Regions from separate parts of the Mus musculus genome. Here all the other regions are linked to region 1. The links are chromatin contacts, called in public Hi-C, HiChIP or PLAC-seq and promoter capture Hi-C maps. All regions are on one chromosome and are shown on one strand. Each heading gives the region's core, a stretch centred on a gene start, on an enhancer-like site or on the middle of the called end of the contact. The rest is flanking DNA. Distances are from core to core; before and after follow the strand shown. Region 1 holds the start of Dab1 (disabled 1). Region 2 has its middle 3.5 kb from the start of Gm40216. Region 3 overlaps Dab1 (disabled 1). Region 4 holds the start of C8a (complement component 8, alpha polypeptide). Region 5 overlaps Dab1 (disabled 1). Region 6 overlaps Dab1 (disabled 1).

Region 1 (4,387 bases), core at 560-3,059:
GACCTTTTTAATATGGCTGTATTGTAATACTGCAGTGCCAAACCCCACCAGTGGTTCCAAAAAAGAAAGGGGGAAAAAAAAGCCTCACTATGCAGCAGAACTTCCCAGCCCTGGAAACAGATTGTCTCCCTTTTGCTCCCATTTAATAACGGTTTTATTTAACACAATCGGGGGAGATATGTGTTCTGCTAAGCAGTGTACAGAAAGCTCTGTCTGCAATGATGCGATTCTTTCTACATGAAACTAAGAGGCAGTCCCCTAAACTCAGCCTCCCGAAGCTCAGCAAAGCCACTACGAGGTGATGCGATTCGCAGAGGGAGCCGCTTGGAAGGGTGTGTGTGTGTGTGTGTGTGTGTGTGTGTGTGTGTGTGTGTTAGGGGGTCAGGCATGCAAGGGGACACACCTTTCCTTCAAGCCGTTGGATACACCATGTTGCCTGAAAAGTCTACCCAGACTAGTCTGTCAAGGGTTAATTTTCTCAGCAAAAACTGAAGCAAGCGCGCACGCACACAGACACACACACACAAACCACACCACACCACACACACACACACACACACACACACACACACTCCTCCGTTGACTCCCACCACCTTGGTGGGTGGTCACCATCCTCTTAATTTTAAATTCCAGAACGCAACCGCCCCCCCCTCCGCCCCCGCCCCAGTACTATTATTTGGGAACAGCCCCCGTACCTGGGCTCGATTCCCACCTCATCACCGGTGGAAGCTGAGAGCCCGACATAATTATTTTCCTACAAGGTTATGCCTAATTGACCACTAACCTAATTGATTAATCATTTCATTTTTCAAAGCAGCATCCAAGAGTCAATCTAGCGAGGAGATAGAGAAACATGTACGCAATGGTCCAAGGGATACAGACCTAGGGAAAGACCCCAGGCCAGCTAAAACCTAAGAGGCTAGAAATGAAAACGCGACAGAAGCAGAGAATTGCGCACGGCCACAGGAGGATCAAACCAGGAGCCTCAAAGCGGCCAGGGTCCAGCAGGCTCCAACACGGATGAAGTTGTTTTCCCCCGGGGACCAAAGGGTTAAAACGACGCCGCTCCAACCCAGTCTCCTCTATGCTGGAGGGGAGCAGAATCCACCTGTCCCCTTCTTAGGCAAACCCCGCTGGTTGTCCTGAGGGTCGCCCTAGCTCTCTGGCCACAACTTGCCCCTCTGTGCGCGGCCCTTGCCTGCGCCTTTGCGCGCTACCCAAAACTTTGCGCACACTGCGGCCGCCGCCTGGCCGTTCAGCGCGGCGAAACGCGCCACCAAGTCCAAGAGCTGCGGACAGCCCTTCTGCAGCCACCACCGCTTGGCTTTGGGCTTCAGACTTTTCTTTCCTCCGCCTCCAGTCCCCATGCAGGGGCTCCCTCGTGGCTGCGGGAACGCGACTCTCGGCCCGCAGTGGGCATTGCGGCCGCGGCGCTGCAGACCACCACCCTGCAGGGTCCATGAGGCGCCCACCCGACGGCTGGACGACTGAAGCCATCCTTGCCCTGGCGCGCCCACCCTAGCTTTCCACGCCGCGGCCGCCAGGCGCAACACCCTCTCCTACCTTCCAGCCGCTGAAGACCACACTCTGCTCAGCCCTCTCGACACATCATCCTCTGGCTGCAGAACAGGGCGACCGGACTCTGCTTTTGTTCCCTGGGGCGGGGAGGTCCGTGCGGGGCCAGGGAGCGGGAGATGCAACGGAGCTGGGTATCTGGAAGAAGGGAGGCTCACTCCCGGCAGCTCTAGTGGCGGCAGTAGTGGCGGCAGCAAAGGCAGCGGTGGCAGCAGCAGCAGCAGTAGAGATAGTGCCGGCTCTCTGCAGGCCACATCTTTCATACCTTATACATCACTACCGCATTCCCCCGAATAGGAGAGCCCATCAGCATTTCGCCACCTAACTAAGGATACGAGCGCCGGCAAGAGTGGCTTGGCTGCACCTGGCCACAGTGTGGGCTCTGCTCAGGAAAGGACCCTCAGCACCCAATTGCCACTCCCTCCTAAATCACCACAGCATCGTCTATAACCATCACTGGTCTCCCCGCAGCGCTCTCCTTAGGCTCTCTGCTCCCTAGAATGTCTGAGCTTTAGGGCAAGCAACAGAGGTTTATTATGGAAACTCATTTCCAACTGCCACTTCCCAGGGAAGGTCTTTGCACGGGAGGTTACTGCTACAGAGGCACCCTCCTGATTGCACGTGGTTTCTAGATGCCGCCTTGGGAGCAGGCTTGTGGGCACTGAGAGAGGCAGCCCGCACCAGAGGATTGGGTCCCTGTTGCTTCATCAATAAAATGGGAATCAGATGAGCTTTTCTGTGAGGTTGTGGTGAGAATATAATGAGATAAACAGAGTGGAACTCCCTAAACAAAGCTTAATTTCTTCCTTCTTCCAATGCAAGCCTGCCTTCCCTCAACAACTGTCAGCAACAACCCAGTAAATATTTGCCGTGAGCGTACCTCGGTTCTATGCCAATCCCTATTTTATAGAGTAGAGTACAGCTTGGCTTGGACTTTTCTCTCCAGTGAAGACACAGAAAATAAGTAAATCAAGAAGAGTTGTTGAGTGGTATTGATCACCAAGATTGAAATAGATGGTGGCATGCAATGTGAAGTGACTGGAGATGCTACTTAGCTTGCTTTTGTCAACTTGACACGAAACTTGAGTCACCTGGGAAGAGAGACCCTCAGACTGAGATGTTGCTTCCATTATATGGGCCTGTGGGCGTGTCTTCCGGCCACATTCTTGATTGAGGGTTAATGTGGGAGAGGCCAGCCTTCTGTGAGTGGAGCTACTTCTGGGCAGGTGTCTTGGGTTGTCTAAGAAGTAAGCTGAACAAGCCATGGAGAGCAAGCAGGTAAGCAGAGTCCCTTTATGGTCTGTGCTTCCATTCCTACTCCAGGTCCCTGCTCTGACTTCCCTCAATGATGGACTGAAACCTATAAGATGAAGTAACACCACTAAGTTGGCTTTGGTCAGTGTTTTATCACAATAACAACAACCGGAACACCTAGGGAACTGGAACAAGTAGGAACCTGCTTAGGTCATAACTGCTAACCCAAGTTCTACGTCAGTAGGACCTCATCTCCTCATCTCCAGGGCAGAAGAAACAGCCAGAGCAAATGTCCCATGCAGGAATGAGTTGAGGGCATCTAAGATGGAGGAGGGTACACCTGTAGCTGGAAGCAGCAAGGGTAATGACCCAGTGGTATGATATAGAGTGGGTGGTTCCATCTGACAGGGAGGTTCACCTCCACAGAGGTCAGTAAGTAGATTTGGCACTGGAGTTAGGGATGTGAGTGGTGTAGCATTCCCTGTGGGGTTGATTTGTAAAAGTTCACTCTGGCCGGGCGTGGTGGCACACGCCTTTAATCCCAGCACTCCGGAGGCAGAGGCAGGCAGATTTCTGAGTTCAAGGCCAGCCTGGTTTACAAAGTGAGTTCCAGGACAGCCAGAGCTATAGAGAGAAACCCTGTCTCGAAAAACCAAAAAAAAAAAAAAAAAGTTCACTCTGGCTGCTATGGAGATAGTGGATTGGAGAGAACTTGGGCAAATGCCATTGGAAGAAGAATCAGTAAGAAGATCCAACAGTGCTGGATAAAAGTCCCTCACCATCTCCTGACTTCCATAATCACAAACCACATCAACTTTTCCTTCATCCAACAAGAGATTGGGAGTAAAAGCCACTGGTGAGCAGTTCAGGGAGCCTGAACATGAGCCATCCCAACCCACTCTCTAAATATCCTTTCCTCAACCAGAAGATGTAAATGGTTACATATTCTCATGACTTACTGTGTTGATAAAATGATACCAGGAAGATGTACCCAAGGGACTAAATGACTGTTAACTTCATCTTTAAGATCTCTTTACTTTGGGTCCTCCAGAAGCCCAAGCACCACACATGCCCTCTATTCCCTCTAGGAACTGCCTTTCCTGGACATGTCAGAACTACGGAGTCCTGATGCCTCTTTCAGATGTGTGGTGATGATTGCATTCACAATGCTGGTCCCTGAACCCGGCTGCCATCTTCTCAAGCAGAAAACAGATTTCCATTTTGTTTCCATCCTTTTGATGTTTTCCTGTCCGCCACCCTCATCCAGCTTGAAGCATACACAACAATTGTCCTATGAAGCTCCCAAGCTACAAAAAATAGAAAGGAAAAGGGGGCTGGAGGTTGGGGGGAGGGGATTTGTAAAGCCAGAGATGGTAGGAGAAGAAAACAGCCTCTTCTCTCTTAGCAACAGGAAAGGATCTCTTAGCTGAGAAACATGATCAGTCCCTTACATGTCTGACCACAGCAGTTTTCAAAAGCCACGAGATCCACTACAACATGCCACCAAAGCCCTGGGAGTTAAAACAAGCAAGATTGGGTAGTGTGACCTGTGACCATT
Region 2 (4,408 bases), core at 769-3,268, 1.3 Mb before region 1:
TGTCTCTAAGAGTGTGGTAGTGGTAATGCGTAACTAGGTGGTCACCAGGAACACTCTAATTGGACTTAAGATGTATTCAACAAGAAGGAAATTGTGTACAGTACTAAAAACCTAACCAACTACCCAGGGCTAGTGAAGTCATGGATCTTGGAGGAAAGCCTTTAACTGCTATTTTACTAAACTAGCATAATTCTTAACTACGTTATAATGTTGGTCCTTCTATTCACAGATGAGTGTAGCTTTCATCTCTCATCAAGGAAACTTCTCTTTCAATAAATAGAGAACATTACAGAAAACCACAACCAATCAAAGCATACTGTTGTGGGACCTAGTCCCAATGAATACATCTATGACATAACTCCCACACCCAAGGCTCAGAGATCACTGAGGAAGAGGGAACCAAAAGACTAGAAGAGCCAGGGGGATAGGGAGTTTGCTGTGATATTGTGTCTTCCAGGAATATCAGAAACCACAGCCACGAAGTCTCAGCAACACAGTTGCCTAAGCACGAGCTGAGAAAGGACAACAGTAGGCATGGCAAAGTGGACAGGAGGAAGAGAGAGGCCTCAGCCTGAAAGGAAGAACCAGAGGCAACTAAGCAGTGCTGAGAGAGGAAGAAACTGTCTTCCCCAGGGAAGAACACATGGATTGGTCATGCAATTCCAAATGGCCAGCCCTGAAAACATATATACAAGAAGCATTTACAGACTGCATTTATGCATTTATGTATATGTATATGTACATTCATATAAATATATAAACGTGTATATGTATGTATATTTGTGTCTGCTTGTAGAAGATGATAATTAATAAAAAAAAGATACTGTGAATTTGAAAGAGAGCAAGGAAGGGTATAGGGGAGGGTTTGGAGGGACGAAGATGTGGAGAGAATGATATCAATTGTAACATAATCTCAAAAAATGAAAAGAAATACTTTTCAAACAAGAGATGACTCCACTTTGCTCCTGTGATATCTTGGAATATTCCGTTGGCATTTGTGTGAACACAGAGACAGTGGGAGCCGTCACCAGGTGCTTGAGGGTTAGGCCAGGAAGTGCCGCAGCTAGCTTTTCAGCCCACTGTCTGGAACTGCTACTTGGGTCTCTAGTTACCTGCAAGGAAGGCAGGGCATCACAGTCTCTCCAGAGAAAGGCAGTGTGTGTATCTGCTATTGCAGTGGAGGGCGTCCCAGGATCCTGCCTCTGACCCACGGTTCTGAGACTCCCGTCCATCTCTCCACTGCACTCTCTCCGCGCACACAGTCACGAGTCATCCCTTCAATATCTTGTCCCTGTGATTCTCTGACAGCCAGCTTGCATTTCACTCCTCCGTATTTTCTAAAGCAAAGAAGAAACTCCCAGCTTTCCTGACATTTGATAGAACCAGGAAAGCTCTTACTACCTCCGAGACGTTCAGCCTGATAATGTATATGAGGAATAGATCATTTACTTACGCTCAAAGCAGATAGACTTTCTAAGGAGAAGTACTCTGTAATGCAGACATGGCTGGGAAGAATAAATCAAATCTTTCTGTGTACTTAGGGGAAAAGGAATTATTCAAATGTAGCCTACAGCTTCAGGTCCATTTATGGAGCCTGCAATCCTAAATAGTGACCACCAGGGGGAGCGCTAGGCCCATCTCTACACGGGTTCTATTTTTAGAGGCTGATACTTGCCTCAAGGAAGAAACCAAAGAAATAAGACTATAATACTTTTTTTTTTTTTTAAATCGGACCAACTTATAAATTATTTGTGAGTCCAATAAAAGGCAATTATCAACATTTCCTACTATTTCAAGAGTAATATATTCTATGTTAGAAAAAGATTCAATTTATTCCTTGGCTATGATTCAGATGACAGAAAATTGGAGGCAACCGAACCAAAAGACTGTTCTCCTGTGTAAATGTGTCTTTAAAACCCAAATCAGATGCTTAGGAGAGTGCTTGCTATAACGTAAGGCACCATTGTCTTCAAAGTTCCCCTGTCCTCTCTCCAGTCACTTGGACAAGCTGTGCCCTTGCTAGGTAGAGGTAATGATGTAACAGGGCGCCGTGGACAAAACACCGTCTGTGGCATTTTCTGGACACAGGGTGCAAGCAGCCTCTGAGGAACAGAGAGATTTGAAGCATGAAGCCTGGGGGAAGGGTGGATTGCAGACATGTAACAGACTCCCAGGACCCTAGGGGTCAAGTTAGGGGCCCAGAATCAAGGACAAGAGGACAGTTCTACAAGGAAATCCCCGGCATAAGGTCTGCTGCAAAGCCATGCAGTAAGGGAAGCACTGCAAAAAGAATTGGAACCTTGCCTTTCTGCGGCAATGAAACTGAGATTTTGGGCAAATGATCTTCAGGCTGCTCATAGCAGCTCTCTCACAGATTGGGCATAAATATGAGATGAGCTAAGTGGTGTGTGTGTGTGTGTGTATCTGTGTGTGTGTGTATATCTGTGTGTGTGTGTATCTGTGTCTGTGTGTGTGTGTGTGTCTCTCTGTGTGTGTGTGTATCTGTGTCTGTGTGTGTCTGTGTGTATCCGTGTCTGTGTGTATCTGTGTGTGTGTGTTTGTGTATATCTGTGTGTGTCTGTGTGTGTGTGTGTCTGTGTGTGTATCTGTGTCTGTGTGTATCCGTGTCTGTGTATGTTTTTGTGTGGCCATCACAGGTAGTCAACAAATACCCACTGTCTTCCTGGAAAAGGACTTGCATTTTCCTAAATACAGTTACAAATACGTTGGACCTCTGTATTTTCACAGATTCTGAGTCTGTGGTTTAGGCACTCAGACTTTGCTTTGAAGTCCTAAATGGGTGGGTGACGGTGGACCCATCTGGGCATGAGGCTCAACTCCTAAATCCCTTGGCTCTAAAGGAGGCCTGCTGTTAGAGGTGTTAGAATTTAGATGAATGGTGAAGAAAGGTCAAGACAGTGGGAACGAGAGCCTACAGCGATCTCTCACCCAGCCGCATGGACTAGCAGGAGGTACTTCCCTTGGCCTTGTGGGAAGCAGACCACATGGACCGAGGAAGATGAGCCGCTAGACCAACCTCAATGTCTGTCCACCTCGAATCCTTATATTGGGCCTAATCCTCAGTGTGCTTGTGTTTGGAAGGAGACCTTTGATAAGGTCAGAGCCATCCTGGATCCAACTGATGTCCACCTCCTGTCCCCCATGACAACAGCAAGAAGCCAGCTGGCTGTGACGTAGAAAGTGATTTCTGCTCAGACCCATGCCTACCTGTGCCTTGATTGCTTGGTCTCTAGAATGGTGGGGAAGAAAGGTTTTCTTCGGTAAGTCGTCTAGTCTGTGGCATTCTGTCACAGAGGCCCAGATAGACTAAACAAGCTAGAATCAAAGGAACTTGGAGGTAAGAAGCGCTAGGCGTGGTTGGCAGACATGTTGCAAATGTCCAGAGGTCAAGGGTGTCAAGGCAGCGGTCCAGAATGAAGGAAAGGGGGCTAGGTGGACAGGAAGGCCATCACGCAAGGTTTGCTATGAGGTTCCACACAGGAGCAGCACATGTTTTACTGAGTAGGCAGGAGCAGCACACATGTCACAGAGTGGGCTGACCGCACCACTCTTCTGGCTCTTAGTTGTCCATGTGATTGCTATGTGACCATGTTCCATCCTCTGACATCATATTCACCTCAGCAGCTTGTTCTCAACTTCCTCCCCCGCCTTCCTGCCTTCCTTAGGCCTTCTCTGTGCTCCGGAAGGCTGAGCTACAGGGAACCGTGGCCAGGGTGGTGCTGGCACGTTCTAGTTGTGAAGTTCTAGTGTGAGGTCCCAAGGTGAGGCAAGATGGTCACAGCATCTCTCCTGCCTCCCCCTATTGTGCTGCGGGTCATAGGCAGTCCCCGTGTCTTTGCCTTCTTGTACTTCCTCATGCCTTGGCTTTGGGCTGTGCCAGGAACTCCTCCTGTGGGAACGGCGCCAGTTCTTCCTGGCCTGGACCTCATCTCACTGGTTTGTCTCACCCTGTCCACACCTGCCTAGGACGCTCTGTTCCTTGTATTTTTAAAGAATTTTTTTTATTAGATATTTTCTTTATTTACATTTCAAATGTTATCCCTTTCCTAGTTTCCCCTCTGAAAACCCCCTATCTGTCCCCCCTGCCCCCAACTCATCAACCCACCCACTCCTGCTTCCTGGCCCTGGCAGTCCCCTATACTGGGGCATAGAACCTTCACAGGATCAAGGGCCTCTGGGGGGCTCTGTTCTTAACCATTCTCCTTTTGAACTCTGTGATGAATTATCTTCCACCAAGACCCAACTTTTCTATTACTTCTTTGTACATGTTTATTTATTGTCTTGTTTGAAAAGGAGATTATAGGTTATTAACATTGTGTTAAATGTGAAACCTTGTAAGTTAGGAACAATAAGCAGGAAAGGCACACACTGGAGGTAAAGGTGAAGC
Region 3 (4,438 bases), core at 211-2,710, 1.0 Mb before region 1:
TTCCAAGGCATAACTAAGTTTGTGTGGAGTTGACACATACTAATCAGTGGAATAGCTTATCTTGGGTCACACAGCTAATATGAGTTGCCACCAGGGATGGCTGGTTCCAAGTTCCAGCTGTCTCTTTGCCTCCATAGTTTCTAATGTACTTAGATGGCCTCTATTTCTGCTCCCCTATATCTGTTATTTTTATTTCTTTTTCTTTCTGCATGAGGAATCCTAATTGCCGATGTAGGTATTTAGCAATATAACTGACGATTTCAACATTTTAACTTGTGGTATAAAATGATTGTAGCAAGTAGGTAAATGAGTGTGGTTGCATGAAACGAAGTTTCATGTTTTGCCACAGGTCACCACAGAAATGAGGTCATTATATTTAACGGAAGATTACTTTTTATGTTGTCACCAATTTGAAATTAACCTTTGCCTTGGTCACAGGAAAGTGTCTTAGGGAGACAGAAACTTGCAAGAATGTGAATTGATTACACTGCAGCCGGTGGAAGGAGGGCTCGAAGAGAAGCTGGGGAAGCCAATGCCATTGTTTAACACAGTAAGGAAGCGAAATGGAGAGCTGATGCTGGCAGAGGCACCCACAGCAGTAAGACCCCAGACATGATTTCAGCCTGACACAGATCGCAACCTGAATTGTAAATCCACCATGATCGGTATTGTTATATAGGACAGATTTCCCAGACTTTTTGAATGGAGGTGAGAATTAAATAAAATCATGTAAAATTCCTGGTGTTCTGCCCTGTACAGGGAGTGCCTAATCATGAACAGTTGTTACCCACCTCAAAAGTTCTGTTCCTGAAACTATATGTTCCTGTTGCCTGCTGAAATATGTACTGTCCTTCTTCCTGAGTACGTACCCTGAAGTCGCAAATCTCAGCATTTCAGGAGATGCCCTAATTTGGGAACACTAATCATATACACAGTAAGAGAAGGCCATATTGGAGCATGGTGAGACCCTAATGCAACTATCACAGACAAGGGGGAAACTGGAGAAAAACAAGCATATCTAGAGAACTCCACATAAAATCATAGCAGAGATCATGGGGGGAGTATCCCCAACCCAAGAGGTGTCAAAGAAGATGAGTAAGCCATGAGAAGAGCACGGGATCCTTTAAGAGCAAGGGCAGAATCATCCTGTAGACACTGGCCTGAGACTCCCAGCCTCTGACACAGTGGACAGCTCCCCCTGGTTGTTTCCATTACCCAGTATGCTAGAGCTTTGCTGCAGTATCCTTAAGCCATTAGACATCTACATTGTATTTCTAGGACTCTTTATTTGAGAAGGCTGTCAGGACAACAGGGTGGTGGGGTCAGGGGTAAAGGAAACCAGCACTGAACAGTTGTGATGGTATCTTGTCCAGCCTCTGTTCCCTGGGTGAGCTTCCCTGTTCCCTGCTGTAAGACAAGGAGGCAGGGCTATGCTGGGCTGGTTTTCAGTATGAGACGGGAAGCCTGGTAATAGTTTTCCTATTACTGTCAGGCCATGCTGCTGCCGCCATCGGAAGCTTGCAGTGTAGTGCAGCGCCGTGCAATTTACAGCTGCATCTGTCCAATTAGTTCCCATTTAGCGCTGTGCAGCATTCCCCAAATACGCCGCAAACCACTGAGGCGGTGGGCTGAGCTCACAGAGCACAGGGATCAATTGTTTCTCTTACACTAATTGGCCCCATGATTTGTTAGGCTGTTGCTTTGGAAAATGAACTGTCAGTAAAAGAAATTAGCACAAAACTGCCCCCTTCTTCTTCAGAAAGGCATCAGGTGCAGTTCTATCATCACTCCAAGCTACCTGAGGGTGTCAGAGGTGGAGTGGACATCAACTCAAAAATCTTTTTCCTATTTGAGAAGGGAGAAGTGTGACTCAGGGTGGTTAAGCAACTTGCCTAATCAATTTTCAATCAATAGTGAAGAACAGGCTGGGGGTGAAGGGCAGTGTGGTGTCAAGCTTCATGGGTAATCTGGCTTTGTTCGGTTGTCTTCCCTCCCATCTCTCCTTCCTCTTCTTCACACAGCTTCACCTCTGTGCCAGACTCCAGGACAGCAGCACCCGAGTGAAGGTGGAAGAAGGAAAGCTTCTGCAGTAAATACCACTCTGCATTGGCCCAGACCTCGGAAGCAAGCTTGACTCCTACAAGTGACCATCAGGACTGTGTGGGATGCTGGGGCTAGCAAGATACCTGCCCCTTTGCAGCTCATTTCCATAGCAGTGTGACAGGGAAGCTAATGTTGTCAAAGGACCCCTGCCCAGTCTCTCAATGCATGCCATGATCTGTAAATCTCCCTTTGTGTGTCTGCTTCCTTGGTTAGCATATGATTCTTCCATAGACTAAGGAAACCAGAGAAGTAATTTTAATTTTCAGTTCTTCTTCTGTATGGTATCCCTATCATCTAGCATAATGTCTGAAAGTGTGTGTGTGTACTCACATGAGTGAGTACGTGAGTGCTTGCTCGCATGCACACGTATGTTGTTAGTAATGATTTGCTGATGAATGACCAAATACTGTGCTTATATCATAATCAAGGTAAAAACAAGGTAGAAATAGAGGCTTGAAGTGACTGTGGAGGAGGAAGGCCTTAAGATAGTCCAACCAGAACAAAAGCAGAGTCACATAGCTATAAAACACATGGGATAAGAAATGCAGCAGTTTGGGACCATAAAATGTGACATCAAGGGTGACAGTCTTTGAAGGTGACAATGGGAGGAAGGGCCAGGGGATGAAGGAGTTTCAAGCTAGAGCAAAACTGAGGGCTGGTGGAAATGTTCAGTTCAACTCACTGCAACAAAATTGATCCTGCTGATTCTTGGATGACAGTTACTTCAAAGGGCTCCCCCTGCTGGAGCAGTTTGTCTAAGGGCCTGGGCTAGAGTACACATGAGCTGAGCAACCTGGCCCTGGGTTGTGAGAGCAGACTCTGTGGTTTGTGTGGGTGTGGGTGTGGGTGGGGGGTGGGGTCTAGAAATGTGCTTGTGAACTGAAGATGAATACTAGTCTCCCTGACCTATTAATTCCTGCTTGGCAGGCCTCAATCTGTGGCCGCAAAACTTCAAAGTCTCCTAGCAATCAATGACAGGATTTTGTCTTACTAAAACTAAGACATGGTGTTACAGTTAGATGTGGCTCCTGACTTCATTATATGGCTTTATGTTAACTTATGGTGAATTGTGAGCAAGGTGTGAAGAAGAGTTGATGGTTTGAATTGTTCTTGGCTCTCCAGTTTCTTCTATCTGTGATGTGGGGAAGTCACTGATCTGGTCGTCCTCTTTCATAAGAAGCTATTTTGGGGCATCACCTTGAAGACTGCATGGTAAACTTATGTGCTTAGGTGGTATAAAAATTTGAGTGGCACCTGATGTGCCAGAAACAACCTTAGACATAGAGCTGACTTGCCTGCCCTTCCAATCATTGTGTGACCCTATAAGACACCACAGAGGAACAAGACATGGAAAATATATGTTAATTGAGGCAGCCCCACCTCTTTAGGAGCCCATGGTCAGGAGAGAAAAGTTTGGAGTCTCTACTCTAGTCTACTCTACTAGAGTAGAGTCTAGCAGGTTCTCAGAGACCTGGAGATACTGAGACCAGACCCAAAGTGGAATAAACTGGGGAGCTGGCCTCTCTAGTAAGGGCTGCTAAGAAGAGATACTTAGGTCAATAAACAAAAGTTAAGGATCAACTAAGGGACAGGCAACCACTTTAAGGCATGGGTAGTAGTGAGGGCCATGGCCAAATGCAGCTTGCTTTGAGGACTTCTGAAAACTCCCAGGGTGACTGATAGGTGTGCATCTGTGTGAGGTCATCTATGTGTTCCTTGCAGAGTCACTCATCACTGTGAGCTAATGGAGAGAGAGGACAGGGCTAGTATGGAGGCCCAGGCACATCATCTTGGTGATTTTGTGGCAGTTTCAGGGTAAGACAACAAAGGATCGCCACTCTGGCTTCCAACTCATCTAGCTGTCCCAACTTGTCTCCAACCCCTTTCTCTTCTAAATCTGCCGTGCCTTTTCTAGAAGCCTTGACAATATTCTCTGCCTAGGTTCTCTGGTCTCCTTCTAGACTAGGCCTCAATCATGGTCTATAAATGCATGAATACATACATATAGGTATAGTTTCTATAGGATCAAGGCCAGGTTCCTGGGATGGCTCTAGCCTGTTTCCATTAGAGGCCTGCCTGAGAAACTTCCAGGAAGTCAAAAGATCTTTGTTCCAGCCATCAGCTATCGAGAGGGCATCTGTCTCCCAGCCTCTTAGGGAGCATCAGAGCTTTAAACATTTGTTTGTGAGCAAACCCAGGTGGATTTCATAACGATTAGCCTAACCTTGAGGTTTTGTAATATTTTATTCTCCTGACTGCTCCATTATTCCGTTAGTCCCCTCTGCATAAACGGGGATAGAGTATAGCTCCTTTCTATGTTAATAGTTTATGAGTT
Region 4 (4,186 bases), core at 414-2,913, 1.3 Mb before region 1:
AAGGCAGGCCAGACTCTCGTAGTACCTCACAGGCATCATTGATACTTTGGTTAGTTATATTTCTCTGTAGTGGGGACCTCTGTGCATTGTGGGACATTCAGCAGCGGCTTTGTCTCTATCCACTGGATGCCAATAGCATATCTCTACCCCATGGGACCATCATAAGCATCCTTGGGCATTGTCAAGTGGTCTTTGGAGGGTAATGTCACCCCTGCTGGAGAAGACAGTGCTGGGGGAGGTCTGTTCCCCATGAAGGAATCTATGGAAATGGTTGGGGACCCTGAGTTCCAGTCTCAGGGGACTCTGCATGTCTGAGATAGGAACTTTGTCATACATTGGATGTCAGGAGTTAGGAGAAAGGTGAGGTCCAGATACACTACCTTGAGCAGTTCAAGGGTGTCCAGATGTAACATCCCCATCCCTATATCTGCAGTCACAGCACAGAAAAGACCAACTTAGTTTCTTGTGGGAGAAGAAGACAAGAAAGTTTTCAAATGATGTATACGCAGGGGAAAACTGAGGCGAAGACGACCTAGGAATCAAAACTGGAGAGAAGTGGGAAGCAGAGAGACAGTCTTAGGACCCCTCCAGCTTTCAGAACAGGCGCTCACATCTGCCTACACCTCTGAGGAGAGGAAGGGAGCTGCTGCTTGATGGCTTTCTGAGGTTTCCACACACGAATCAGAATCTCAGGCGCCCAAGCTGGTCAGTGTGTCTCCCCATTGAGATCAGTAATGATGCAACCGGCTAATCCCACTAAGGCAAAGCTGCACCGCTCCAGGCATAGCCAGGCAGCTGTACACCCTTGAGCTAGTTAGCTCAGCACTGATCTGAGCTCTCACTTCATCCGTGGCAATATGGACTTAGTAATTTTCACGTGGCAGACTTCTTGATTGAAGATTAAATACAAAGAGACATACGAAGCACCTATCGCATAGAGTAGTATTTAACGACTCTTGGCTATTTACTCATCTATTTTCTGTCCATCTCTAGTTACTTGATTTACTTTATGTCTGCGGGAGTGGGGGATTATATCCAGGTATGGCATCTTCAGTGCAGATGTGTTGGCTATGATTGGCATTATAATTCCAGAGAGAGTTTCTGAAGATGTATATTTAAGACATCTGGTCCCCTTGAGACATAAATAGGCTGAATCTTAATGATACTCAGTGTTTGTATTGAAAGTAGAAAGTCCAGTGAGTCACATGCATTTCCAGGCTCCAGATGTTTGGAGAGCCATGGCAAAACCTTTATGTAACTGTCAGCATGCCTGTACCTTCCTGGATGCTTGCATCTGAACTTCTGTACCAAATGAGCCTTATGCCTTGCTACTCTCTTCAACAACAGACTCATTTGACTGTAGAAGCTCCAGGAGCCACTACAAGACACCAGGATGCCTGCAACAGCACCTGCATCTCTCTGAAAACAAAACTCTTCACTGAACTGATTTTAGTTAAACATCACCTTTCCTTAGCCATGTGGATAATTTTTTAAAAGGGCTAAAGGGCTTGGGGCCATTTTGAAGGCGTTTGGCTAATCAATACCTTGGTTACTAGTTAATCACATTGAATGGGAACTGGGGGACTTTTGACCATTTTAAACATCCGGTAGACAATTTGGGTCCCAGCCTGGATATATCTATGGCTTCTAAGGTAGGCTCTTCTCGTCTTTTACATAGACACTAGTTGGTGACTTCTGGATGAGATGTTTGTGGTTGCTTTCTTTGGCTTGTCTTTGGTGGCATGGCACCCTGGGGTAACTGCACAAGAGAAGGTGAACCAGTAAGTGGGCTTTGGATCCTTACAAAACTGAGGTCTTCTGCTGGGGAATCTAAGACATGGTGATGTTGGCAGTGGGCTGTGGTGGCATGGAAGAGAATCTCTTTTCATATTGTTACTAATCCAGCGGAGGAGTGGAGCAGAGGAGAAGCCAGTTAGTAATAACGAGATCAGCCAGCTATCAATTTCCACTCAGCAGTGGGGTAACGCAGACCACAGTGTTTAATCTCTCTGATTTCCCAGTTTTCCTGCCTGTAGATGGAGCCTCATAGCACCTCTTCTATAACAGAAGATGCAGATGTAATACAATCCTGGATTTCAAATGTCCTCTGTATATAGTAGGCATTTAATAAGTCGAATTTTTCTCAAGCAATGTGAGACAGTTAAGAGAAAATGGTAAAAAAGAAATCCCACTTACACTGGTTGGGGGGATATATTTAGGTAATATATGTAAATATTTTTGTGGGTAAGAGCAAGACATTGTAGAGAGACGTGGCCACATCATTCTAAACCTTTGTTTTGAGGAGACAGCAGAGGCAACATTCTCCTGTGTCTTGCATTTTTGGCTCTTCTATTTTCCTGAGATTTCCAACCTGCCTTCAGATATTTATATTTCATTGTTGAATATTTTATTGTACTTAAGCAGAACCTTTATCTAACCTTTGGGACTTTATTTTAAGCATTCTCTGCCTTTCAAACATTGGAGGCTTAAAATAAAGTTATTTTAGTCAAATTCTTATTCGTTGATTTAATTTTGAATCATTAGTGCTCAAATCAGTGGTTCTCAACCTGTGGGTCCTGACCCCTTTGTAAGGGTTAAATGACCCTTTCACAGGGGATGCATATTAGATATCCTGCATGTCAGAGATTAACCTTATGATTTATAACTGTAGCAAAATTACAATTACGAAGTAGAAACAATTTTTTTTTCAGTGGGGGTCACCACAATGTAAGGAACTGTCTTAAAGGGGCACAGCGCTAGGAAGGTTGAGAACCACTGGATTAAATACCACAGTAAGAGAGAGTCCCTTTAAGTAACAGTTCAGAAGGGGAGACGTGTTTTATAAGCAGATAATCTGTAGCTTGTATTTAAAACAAATACAGTTTTAGAACATCATAAAATCCATCGCTAATAATAATTAGAAGACCCAGGCAAGAGGTCGGTGGTGAAGAAAATCTCAGCTGAGATACTCTCAATTATAAAAGCTTATCATCGTAATCCTTTCTGAAAACGAACAGGGTCTTGATGTTTGATGAACTTATCAAACAAGACAGTTCAGTGAAGAGGCAAATTTCGCGTTAAGGCAGAGAGATCCAAGTCAGTGCTTTACAAAGTGCTGAGGGAGAAACCATGGCGCTCACTGCCAGTGCGTCTGACATCGGTTTTCAAAATAGAAAGTTACAGGACAAAAATCATTCTCCTGGGTTCAAATCCCTGTGCTGGCACTCGCTATGAATAGTTATTTGATCTTGAGCAAATTACATAAGTGTTCCAGGCTGCATCTTACACACTTGTGAAACAGGAGGAAAATAAGATCAGGAATTAAGTGCCTGCAAGTCCCTAGAACAATGGAACAAGGCCCCACTTAAAGCACTCACCAAGAGCTGCCCCCAGGCATGGATGGCATGGGGTGGCTAGGACCATTGTTAGGGTTGGATTTTCCATTTGTTTGGATGGTTGACAGCAATCAGAAAGAAGAAATGTACAACGTGCCAGTTGGCTTGGGTCTTCTAGATTTATCCAGATCAATTAGAGGCTTCAACTTTCTGTTGTATTTTTAGCAACAGCACTTGTTTTTTCCTCAAATAAAATTCCACAAGAGACTTAATATGGAAGATGCGCGCATGCACGTGTGTGTGTGTGTGTGTGTGTGGTATGCCCGCATGTGTGCATGCAAGTGTTTAACGGTACACATTTACTTTGTAAGCTTATGATTAACATTTGCTTTTTATATATCTGGATAGAAAAAGGGTTGCCTAAGTATAAAATCTTAAAGCCAGGAAGGCTGTTATAATTGGTAGCAAAATCAGTGATTCTCTAGTACAGGTTTTATACAAGTAACAATTTTTTGGCATGTGTTATTTATAAGGCTTATTTAAAACTTGAAATCCTTTCAATTTATTAAGATTTCTTTTATGGCTAAGAATAGAGCATTAGTGGATATTCCATGTTGTTCAGTATACATCTAAATCAATGAAGTCCAGCTGGGCAGCCTGTGGCTTAAAGGATTGACTCTTTCTTCTATTACTAAGAGATGGGGACAATATTCAACTGTTCTTGTGGGTTTGCCTATCTCTGTTTCAATTCCATCCGTATGTGCCTTTCGAAGCTGTCATTAAACACATGTGCGCATGTGGGCACACATTCACCCTCACGTTGCACACACACATACACACACACACACACA
Region 5 (4,534 bases), core at 1,019-3,518, 1.0 Mb before region 1:
GATTTCATTACAAATGGTTGTGAGCCACCATGTGGTTGCTGGGATTTGAACTCCGGACCTTTGGAAGAGCAGTCGGCGTTCTTAACCACTGAGCCATCTCACCAGCCCCCAAACCTGGATATTTTTACACATCCCTTTCTTCCATCTAGCAAACAACAAATATGCTAATTGATGCAAAATACCCCCATGGCAAGAGCATGCTGAGAACTGGGGTGCAATGGGGTGCATTAATTGGACCCTGAAGCGAATAAGGAAAAATGTACTTTTCAATAAAGCAAGCCTCAAAGAACCTATAAAAGAACAAAGCCTTTTCAAGTGCTTCTCTTCCTGTGTGTGCTTCTGTGTGTGTGTGTGTGTGCATGTGTGTGTGTGTGTTCCCATGCATGCTGACACTTGTGTGAATGTCTATCTTTGTGTGTATATATATATATATATATTTTTTTTTTTTTCATCTCTGTTTCTACTGCTTCAAGGAGAGGTGGGGGAAGCTTCGGTCCTTTTCCCCACCCCACAGTCCTATAGGCACCTGTCACATTGTGTTATTACAATTCTATATTTCAATTAAAGCAATGTAGCCAATTTAAAAGTTCTGCCGTGTGCCACTCACAATTCCGAGATCTAAGGATTCAACTCACACATTTTAATATCCCACTTTTCCCTTCTTCTCATTTTCATGTAAATCAGGTTGAACACTGTCTTTTTTCTTCTTCCTCTAATCTAACCCTCAAAATACAACGCCAATTAAACAGTCTGTGTGGAGACAGCCTCCAACACTCAGCAGGATTTCACTCTGCTACTTTCTTTGATTTTCCCGAAAGTTGTTTTTTTTTTCCCTTTAAAAATTTTCCATTTTAATTTCCATGTTCTAATTTTACAAGTGATGTCATTTCCTTGTAGGGCATATCCATGGGGTTGGAGCGAAGCAGGCAGGGATGCTATTCCTGACCCTCTTTTCAATTGGCTTGGGGGAGGGGGGGGAACACAGGCAAAGACAGTTGCATCTGGGCTTGACACCTTCTTTCTGGCAGATCTCCTCACCTCATGAGCCTCTCTACTGCAAAGACCAGCACCTGCCTTGCTGGAGAACCCCATCCTCTGAGGCCCCCCCAGGCAGGCACCCCATTCTATTAATCTCCTTCTCCTTCTCTTAGGCAATAGTATCTACTTTGGGTTAACCTTTTCTCCAACAGAAACAAGATCTTAAATGGCATGGAGAGCTCCTGCTATTTGATATTTATTTGATGTCTTGAAATCTTTCTTCCTGTTCAGTTATTCCTCTGACAACCCCTCCCCTGGCCCCAGTATATTCTATGCACCGAGAGTTTTTTTTTTTTTTTTTTTTTTTGGTCCGGGGGGTGGGGGTGGTTTCAGGGGTTTGTTCCTTTAATCTTCACAAGGCACAGGCTCATTAAAACCATTCCTGCACAGGGGGTGGGAGGAGCGAGTGTTCTATTTGCCCAGTTTAAAAGCTTCATCACAAATTTTAGGTCATTCCCTGAGTTTGGCGGGGCATGCATCTCTTTTATAAACAGCCAGCATAAGCCATCTTTGATGTACATGGGTCTGGATCAGTCCCAGAGGGCTCCAGTTGGTAGGGCGGGGCTTCCTCTTCCTGTCTTGTCTAGGGACTGCCAGGCAGGATTGCAAATCACGAAAATTTGAATTTCCACTCATAGTATAATGCTTCAGAGAGAAAAGAGCTTGAGATACACAGAGTGGTTTCCATTGATTCAATGATAGGACAAGGAGGTCCATTTAAAAGCATAAAGTTGGTAAAGGGATGAAAGCAAGATAGACAGACAGACAGACAGACATTCCTCATCTTCTGAGCTCCTTCCAGGTGTTAAGCTTGGGAGAAATTAGTGAGATTCCATTCCTGTGCTCAAGACAAGACAGAGGGAGGGGGGACCAGATAAATATGTCCATTGCAAAGGAATAAATGAAGCCAGGCAGAATAGACTAAGTTTATCCAGGTCTTGGGGAGGCAAGTGTCTAGCTGCACTGGACTGATGAGCCCTGCTCTCATGAGGAGAGAACTATGTCTGACAGCTCTGACTTACAGATGAGGTCACCGAGGCCCAGAAATAGAAAGTGATTTTCTTCACGCTGTTAACCAAGATCAATCAATTGGTCATTTTGAAGTAATACACAGTAGTAGCCAATCCATATGTAACCCCGTGCTAGATTCGAGGAGCATAGATACAGAGTTAGCCCTTGAGATGTGACGTGGTTAGTGAGGAAGAACAAAAACGAGCCTGCTCAGGGAACAGGACACTGAGCCCTGTCTCAAGAAGAACTTGGCACGACTTGAATGAGTCCAGCTCAGAACTGAGGACCAGTGCTTTGGGCAAAATACACTTTAGCTGGCGGAAGTCCAGAGGACTGTACCCATGCCAGCCATTGACATTTAGGAAAGAATACAAATGCCTAACTCTATGCATCCTACTGGGTGGGCTCAGAAGGGACAGTCACAGTGTAGTCCAGGTATGAAATCATAAAGTCTCAGGTGGGAGCCAAGTTCTCCCCTTGCCCAAGCTGCTGAACCCTGGCCAGCTCATCCGCTGTTCATCTACCCTGGGAGGATCCCACTCAACTCAAAGAGTGTGGGAAAGGACACTAGGCTAATGTGGACAGCACCAACATGGTTTCCCATCTACCGTGCACAGTCAGCTCTGGACAGGCCTTTCCCTTCCTTGTGTAGACCATTTCCTGGTAGTTCTCTTGATTAAGAGTATAAGATAAAACCAAACCCAGTTATTCCAACACAACATTTTACCCCAACATGGGCAGAAGGCTTTGCTGAAGATTCAGCTGTCTGCAGAATTCAGTAAGGAGAGAGTATGTAGGATGGATTCTTATAGGACCTTCAGCTTACACATAGTTAGGGAGTCCATCTTTATCCACACACTTGAAAGCCTCAGTCCCTGCTTGCCATACAGCAGCTCCTCCCTGCCCTAACATCTACCCTGCAGTCAGAAGGGCGGCTTCCCACTCCTTACCACAGCTCTGTTCTCCATGGCTCCCTTTCCCACACTCTTCTAGCTATTCAGTTAGGGTCGTGCCTCCATTATTGGGTGTGCCAGTTGCTCCAGGACAAGATGCTACTGTCTTTGTCAGGGCTGCACTCCTAAGTCTACCCAAGTGCATGACATAGGGGCATGGACTGCATTAATATAATCTAGATATCAAGAGAGCATTCTATGAAGTCAAGTCTCTTAGTCCGTAAGAGCTGGGTAAAGTAGGCTGATGAGTGCCTGCAGGAGTAAAGGAGACATCATTGTGAATAACAGAGCAGCCTTCCTCCATGACCATTTGGGCCTACTCATGCTTGCCTTCAGGGCTTGATGCTACATCCCTTACTCTGACCCAACTAGTCTTGGCCATACCCAGAATGTGACAATAACAGATCTTCTCCAGCTTGCCCTTCATGTACTGTCACTGCCTGTGGCAGTCCGGGTGCTGGGATTGGTAACTGCAACTTCAACCCTCCCTGTGTGTGCCCTTGGGATTTGGTTTCTACTTCCGGTGTGGCGGTTACTCTTTCTGACGGACCAGCATCTGCTTCCTGCTCTTACTGTTCGTACCGCTGCTGGGGAGTCTTCTTCTGAAAAGCGTTTGCTCATTCAGCCACTCATCCGAGGGTCAACAACCTCTGCTCCCAACTCCCGAACATGGACCCTGTCATGCTCCCACCCTCTCACTCAGGATGGGCTTTCAACACACCTTGCGCCCAGTGCGCAATGATGACGAGAGTTTCATACACGCTCGTGGGGGGACAGGACTGCATTTTTCACACATACCAGGCCTTTTAGCAACCTCCAGTTTTGATCACCTGTAGGATGAATGTTATTTTCAGTAAGGCTGGGCTTCTCCAACATCTGTTTGGGATGAAGCTCTGAGGGTAAGTCTAAAGTTGGGAATATCTGCAGCATGGTGATCTGAGAACTCAAAGTAAGTCCGGCACGACTCAGTGTACTCTGCTTCACTGTACCATTCCCATAACTCCACGAGTACGTGCATTTTATAAATACTAGCTGAGATGATGAACAACCACCCTGTGCTGAGCATTGCCCCTCTATGATCCATCTGCAGAGTTCAGCCCTCCCCCCAGCTACACGGGGAAGACACAATTGTTTTCCCACATTTGCCATGAATACAGAAAAAGTCCCGGGCACACAGTAGGTGTTCCCAAGCATTTTCTGAGTGATTACATGAATCTCAGGCCATTAAATGATCTCTAAACACAATTTGCTCTGCCATAGTCAATAACCCTGGTGTCATTTAAGTACTCACAAGACTTCAAATCATGGACGGATCAATGCATATTACCTCCCAGGCCACAGTGACAGTGATGCCTGGGATGACAAAAGACTCTCTGTGACACAGGACACAGAGCCATATCACCCTCAACATCCATTTGCACATGAGGCACATTAGGTTAATGAGCCATCAGTAAGAGGCCACATGTGTCCACCCGTTCATCACATGCACACAGAACATCTGCTCCGTCCCATAGTCTGCCCTCTGCTAGGCA
Region 6 (4,746 bases), core at 1,684-4,183, 1.1 Mb before region 1:
GGAAGACATGCTATTCATAGGGGAATAAGTGTTACAGTGCCACAAAGATAGGGGTGATCAGAGCAGAAACCCATGTCTCCCTGATAATTGGATAAAGGAATATCAGGCAGCAGACAGAGCAGGAAGAAGGCAGGGTCTGGAGAGCTGGGCCAGAAGAGGGGCAAGAGACTTGTGAGCCAAAGGAGCCCTTTAGACAGCCTGTCTGCCAGGCTAAGAGGCTTAGGTTTTTTTCCCCTTGGAGCTATTAAGCATGGAGAGGGTGTGACCAGAATGGCTAATAAAATCAGAAGAACTAGGGCAGCAAATAGAGCGTGTTTCCTCGCATATCTAAACCTGTCAGGGGCAAGTGAGTCAATCCAGGCCCAAACCGAGCTGAAGGAAACTGTAATGGGGGTTGGGCCAATTGAAACCCAAAGAGCAGGCCAGCCCTCAATGCTCCTGGCATTAGGAATATGAGTTTACCTTCAGTGCCAGGGTAGAGCTCAATTTTCCTTTCTGGTTCAGATTCCTGGGAGACCCTCCAGCAGATGGGGTCCAGATACACTGGATATTGTCCTTACCACGGCCCCACCCTCCTGCCAGTGTCTCTGCAAGCCTGCTAAACAGGGCCTTTTCTGTAAGTCTCTGCTAATGGTGTGTGTTCTTACATACCTCAAAGGCCTGGACCAGCCCTTTATGTTTTAGTTCCTTTGAAATGTCTCAACCATTTTCAGATTGGATGGGTAGAAAAAAAAACCAACAGTGTTCTATACTTGACCATGTACTATAAAGCTGTGGTTGGAGCCCTTTATTCTGGAATACCTGGGACCTTGAGCCCCCTCAGGCAGAGCTGTTTGTATTATCCAACCCCATCCCTCTCTACTCACAGGAACAAGAGGAACAGTCCTTTGTCCCGATTGGCCCCTTGCTCATCTGTACCATTCTTCCCTTAAGTATCTGTCCCCATATTCATGAGCAGCCATATGTAAGACTAATTCTGGAAGAGGCGGCCCCGTCAGGTGCAGCCTCTGCGTGAATTGGGCCGCTGCAGAGGCACATGTACTTACACTTACAGGTTGACTTTTTGGCACATCATAAACACCTTCCTTCTTTTGGCTGGTGGGAACCTAGAGAGAAATCAAATTCAACAGTCAAAACACTGGGGTTCCACTTTCGTTCTTTTTCTCTATGTAGCCCTGGATGGCCTGGACCTTGCCCTGTAGACAAGGTTGGCGGTGAACTCATAGATTCCCCTGTCTCTGCCTCCCAAGTGGTGGGATTAAAGGTTTGTGCCACCATCATCTGGCTTGGTGCTCCACTTTCAACTCAGTAAATCATGTCTGCATGTTTGACTGTCCGTGAGATGGCCCCTAAGACAGATCCAGGACGCAGCCCCGAGGAGTGGTGTTAGCTGTGAAGGCCTCAAGCCAATCTCTTTCCCTTGAGAACATTTTATCAGGACAGGGGTAACTATCTTATAATAAATTCCTGCTCTTGAGCCTTTCTTAGAATCAAAGAATAGCTATGGGGACCTCAAGCATCATGTGGTGGAAATGAAAAACCAAAACAGAACAACAACAACAACAACAACAAAACACCCAACTTCATTTGATTAATCCTACAGGAAGTTCAGCTGTTTTGATTTTCTCTGATGTAACTACAGAGTTTGTGGTTGAGCATACATGTCTCTGTGCTATAAAAAAACAAACAAACAAACAAACCAAGTCCCTAGTACCTGCCAGCTTTCTACTGGTGTCTCACATAAGCCACCTGCCAATCAAAGGAAGGGCCCACATGACAGGGAATGTAAGACACCAGGATCCAGGAGTTCCCGACTAAGCTGACAGCCCTCCAGATCTCCCCTCACTTCTTTCCCCTGCTCATGCATCTGGCCTCCTGGGGCTACTTGCTGCCTGCAACACCCTGAGCGGGTCATCCATCCCCACTGGCTTTGTTGCCTGACCGACAATGTATCTCACTCAGGTTATGCTAAGAAGCAAAACGAGAAACAGGATATCAGACGAGCAAGAACGATGAAGCCCCACAATACTGAAATATGGCGGGCCGATGATCTCCTTTGTCACACATAATCATATACATATGTATATGAACACATTTTGTGATATTAATAGTGTTGAATACTTCTCTAATGTGTCAATCAAGGGCTCTGCACTGAAACATTCCAGATTGGAAGCACTCATTAACTGCTCCTCCCCCAGACTGCCACGGCTTTGCTCTCCTCGGCAGAGACCAAGCAGCAGTGGATTTATAATGTCCTGACAGTGGGACTGTCTTTCCAGCAGGCTGGATGCTCCTCAGGAGCAGATAGAGTATGTCATAACCAGAAGGTCCGCTTTGAATACCTGCTGGGTAAATCTTCCATACAGCAGTGTGGGGGATACTAAAAAAAAAAAGATTGCTTGCCACACATGGACGAGCCAGCTATTCCATCCCTGAGTAAGAACCTGAACTGACATGTTGAATTCTCCTATATTTACCCCCGTTTAACTTAAACTCCTGATGCCAACCCTACCCTCAAATGATAGAAAGTGAGGCTCAGAGATGTTTCAGACTTTGCCCCAAACTTCAGACCTGGTGGTGTCCAAACCCAGATCTTTCGGGTATCAAAATAAGATGTTTAGTCTTAACATTACTAGTTAGTTAGTTAACATGGCACTAGGCAAGTCCCAGGAGCTGGCAGGGAGGCAAACATTCCATTTTCCATAAATAGCGATAGAATAACCGGGATAAGTCATTCAGAACTACAGCCATCCCGCTCTGTGATGTAGAGGAGGAAGATCAGGCCTGGAGAGAGGGTCCAACAGTCAGGGATTGGGGCGGCCAGGCCCTGCCGCTCAGGCAGTTCCCTGTTTATTGCTACACTGTTCAGGCTGCTGCTCCAGCCACATCCTTCTCTATAAAACATCATGCCCCACGTTCCCAGAGGCCCATGTGCATCCTTGCAGAAAAGCAGAGCTATGAGTAAGCAGGGCCGGGTGGAAGATCACCTTCCCCAAGCCCAGTGTGCAGGTATCCAAGGGAGAATGTCATTTCTTTGGTCCTGATAACTGGGCTCCATTTAGAAGGAAGCCTCCCCCGAATGCCTAGAGAGTCCTTGTTAACGAGGGCCGATAAATTCCCAGCCCTCGCTTTTGTTTTCAGTAGCTCACCCTTTCCTGAGCAGAGTGAGGAGTGTTCTGTTGCCTGTAATTCACCGCTCACTACGGGCACTTAGCGCAGTTGAACTGCGGCTGCTTCTCAATTATCCCCGCAAATGGAGCACAAGCCCTGCGACGGAGAAACCCAAACTGTGCATAATTGCAAACACTTTTCTACTTGGCTCTCCCATGGGTGAGGTATCAATCTGCTTGTTTGTCCTTTAAGATTTATCTCCTCCAGGCCATCTTCTCACCAGTCCTGCCTCCCTCTACCAAATCTGGTTTGGAGGTTTGGGATGGTTTGTTTTGTTTCCCTGCTACTCTTTCACCATGAAAGAAAAGTCCCCAAGTAACTGCTCTGTCAGGGAGTGTGCCCTTTCCAGACAGGGAGAATGGAAGATACGGCCCCGAGTCAGCAGAACTCCTTGGATTGGGGGAGATGGAACTATATACAAGCTACTAATGCAGAATGTGAAACAGGCTTTTTCTACTCATGGAGCTACGACAGCACGTGCTGTCTGTGTGTCACTAGGACCACAGCTCTGTAAGCTTGCTCAGCACAGGGCGCATACTCAGTTATCCTTGAACTTTTATATCTAAACATTAAGCAAAGATTTGCCTCATCAAACATTCGCCGGTGAGGGCTAAGGTCTGGCTCTGCACATGTGATTTGTTCCATCTAAGGGACCACTGAGGTATACAACAGTGATGTAGAGTGTTAACATTTTAGATGAAGCAGTGAGGATCTGGTCCCTAACCCAGGCTTGGGTCTAGGGTGGGTGACTTAGAGGAGACATGTTGCTCTCTGAGCCCCAGTTTCCTCTACTGGTTGACATGAGCATCTAGGGGATTATCTATAAAATCCTTAAGGACAGAGACCGTGCAGTGGTCACTATTAGTTTCCTAGGTGCTCAGCAGATACTTAGGTGCCCACATATATACTTCTCAATGAACAAGTTAAGTAGACTCTTACACCTGAAGTGATACACACAGAGGGCACATTCAGGTCAGCAGTGTGGTAATTATGTGTAGAGAGGCCATTCAGGGGTGTGTTGGGCGACACAGGACTAGCTTTACTGTTTAAAATTGATACTTAACACATGGGGAGATTAACAATAAGCTCTGAACAAATGAAGTGAAAAATACCCACTTAGAAAGCGAGAGGCCCCACTTGTGGACTGGAATTAGAGCCTGTGACGTTGGCACTCGGATTCCCTTATGTTGAAAATGACAGCCTCAGTTTCTCTTCTCAACTCACCAAATGACAGAAAGGTCACCGGTAAGTCACGTGTAAAATTGCCCTGTGCTATTCTAAAGAGAACTAATGTTTTCTGAGGCACGTGACACAAGAGACAATTATGATTATTAATAGGAGGAGGCATCGCTCCCCCTTGGAAAGATGTCTCAAATTGCCTCAGAGCCTCTTCATTGTCATGTTGAACACAACAGCAAAGCAGGGCTTCAGCTTTCTGAGGGGCTCTCCCACAAAGTGAGCTCTGTAGGCAGTTTCTCTTTCTGTTAGGACAGAATCATCAAAGGTGGTGCCTGATGATGATGGTGGTGGTGGTGATGATGATGATGATACAAAAGTAAAAGGATGGCTACACAG

The links. Promoter capture Hi-C pulls out the DNA fragments that hold promoters and counts their contacts. Hi-C and Micro-C count contacts between places; a contact is called where the count stands out from the background. HiChIP or PLAC-seq counts read pairs in DNA pulled down with a chosen protein or histone mark.
Region 2: a Hi-C map of cortical neurons shows a contact between it and region 1. The contact joins the enhancer-like site here to the promoter of Dab1 in region 1. A contact is called at or near these places in 8 of 39 promoter capture datasets (cranial neural crest, embryonic stem cells, hippocampal neurons and 3 more), 4 of 484 Hi-C or Micro-C datasets (cerebral cortex, cortical neurons and ventral hippocampal neurons) and 2 of 115 datasets of contacts at active chromatin or transcription factors (VIP interneurons and forebrain).
Region 3: a promoter capture Hi-C map of second pharyngeal arch cranial neural crest shows a contact between it and region 1, with 4 times the contacts expected there. The contact joins the enhancer-like site here to the promoter of Dab1 in region 1. A contact is called at or near these places in 5 of 39 promoter capture datasets (the 3T3-L1 cell line, the C10 cell line, liver and 2 more).
Region 4: a contact with region 1 is called in a promoter capture Hi-C map of stem cell-derived epiblast-like cells, with 9 times the contacts expected there. The contact joins the promoter of C8a here to the promoter of Dab1 in region 1. A contact is called at or near these places in 8 of 39 promoter capture datasets (embryonic stem cells, hippocampal neurons, liver and 2 more) and 2 of 484 Hi-C or Micro-C datasets (both in cortical neurons).
Region 5: a promoter capture Hi-C map of hippocampal neurons shows a contact between it and region 1, with 7 times the contacts expected there. The contact joins the enhancer-like site here to the promoter of Dab1 in region 1. A contact is called at or near these places in 5 of 39 promoter capture datasets (frontonasal cranial neural crest, hippocampal neurons, liver and 2 more).
Region 6: an H3K4me3 HiChIP or PLAC-seq map of forebrain shows a contact between it and region 1, with 6 times the contacts expected there. The contact joins the enhancer-like site here to the promoter of Dab1 in region 1. A contact is called at or near these places in 7 of 39 promoter capture datasets (the 3T3-L1 cell line, the C10 cell line, embryonic stem cells and 2 more) and 1 of 115 datasets of contacts at active chromatin or transcription factors (forebrain).

What each region holds. Positions count from the first base shown.
Region 1 is chr4:103,616,922-103,621,308 of GRCm38.p6, reverse strand. It overlaps Dab1 (disabled 1), which reads right to left and starts at 1,809. Exons shown (of 18, transcript NM_001369047.1): 1 at 1,564-1,809. It overlaps Gm36604 (a long non-coding RNA gene), which reads left to right and starts at 2,255. Exons shown (of 3, transcript XR_376479.3): 1 at 2,255-2,853.
Region 2 is chr4:104,891,406-104,895,813 of GRCm38.p6, reverse strand. It overlaps a transcript of Fyb2 not described here. Among named protein-coding and RNA genes, the nearest start is that of Gm40216, 3.5 kb to the right of the region's middle. Within about 2 kb of position 2,018, at least 11 of the 459 cell types and tissues checked have an H3K27ac peak or open chromatin away from gene starts, as enhancers often do. A contact at or near this core is called in cortical neurons and forebrain, where this site is marked.
Region 3 is chr4:104,664,158-104,668,595 of GRCm38.p6, reverse strand. The region is part of intron 7 of Dab1 (disabled 1); the gene reads right to left. Among named protein-coding and RNA genes, the nearest start is that of C8b, 100 kb to the left of the region's middle. Within about 2 kb of position 1,460, at least 12 of the 459 cell types and tissues checked have an H3K27ac peak or open chromatin away from gene starts, as enhancers often do. A contact at or near this core is called in second pharyngeal arch cranial neural crest, where this site is marked.
Region 4 is chr4:104,873,875-104,878,060 of GRCm38.p6, reverse strand. C8a (complement component 8, alpha polypeptide) reads left to right here and starts at 1,663. Exons shown (of 11, transcript NM_146148.2): 1 at 1,663-1,781. The coding sequence starts at 1,705. It also overlaps a transcript of Fyb2 not described here.
Region 5 is chr4:104,640,750-104,645,283 of GRCm38.p6, reverse strand. The region is part of intron 7 of Dab1 (disabled 1); the gene reads right to left. Among named protein-coding and RNA genes, the nearest start is that of C8b, 120 kb to the left of the region's middle. Within about 2 kb of position 2,268, at least 45 of the 459 cell types and tissues checked have an H3K27ac peak or open chromatin away from gene starts, as enhancers often do. A contact at or near this core is called in hippocampal neurons, where this site is marked.
Region 6 is chr4:104,684,743-104,689,488 of GRCm38.p6, reverse strand. Dab1 (disabled 1) reads right to left here. Exons shown (of 18, transcript NM_001369047.1): 12 at 1,047-1,106. Among named protein-coding and RNA genes, the nearest start is that of C8b, 79 kb to the left of the region's middle. Within about 2 kb of position 2,933, at least 13 of the 459 cell types and tissues checked have an H3K27ac peak or open chromatin away from gene starts, as enhancers often do. A contact at or near this core is called in forebrain, where this site is marked.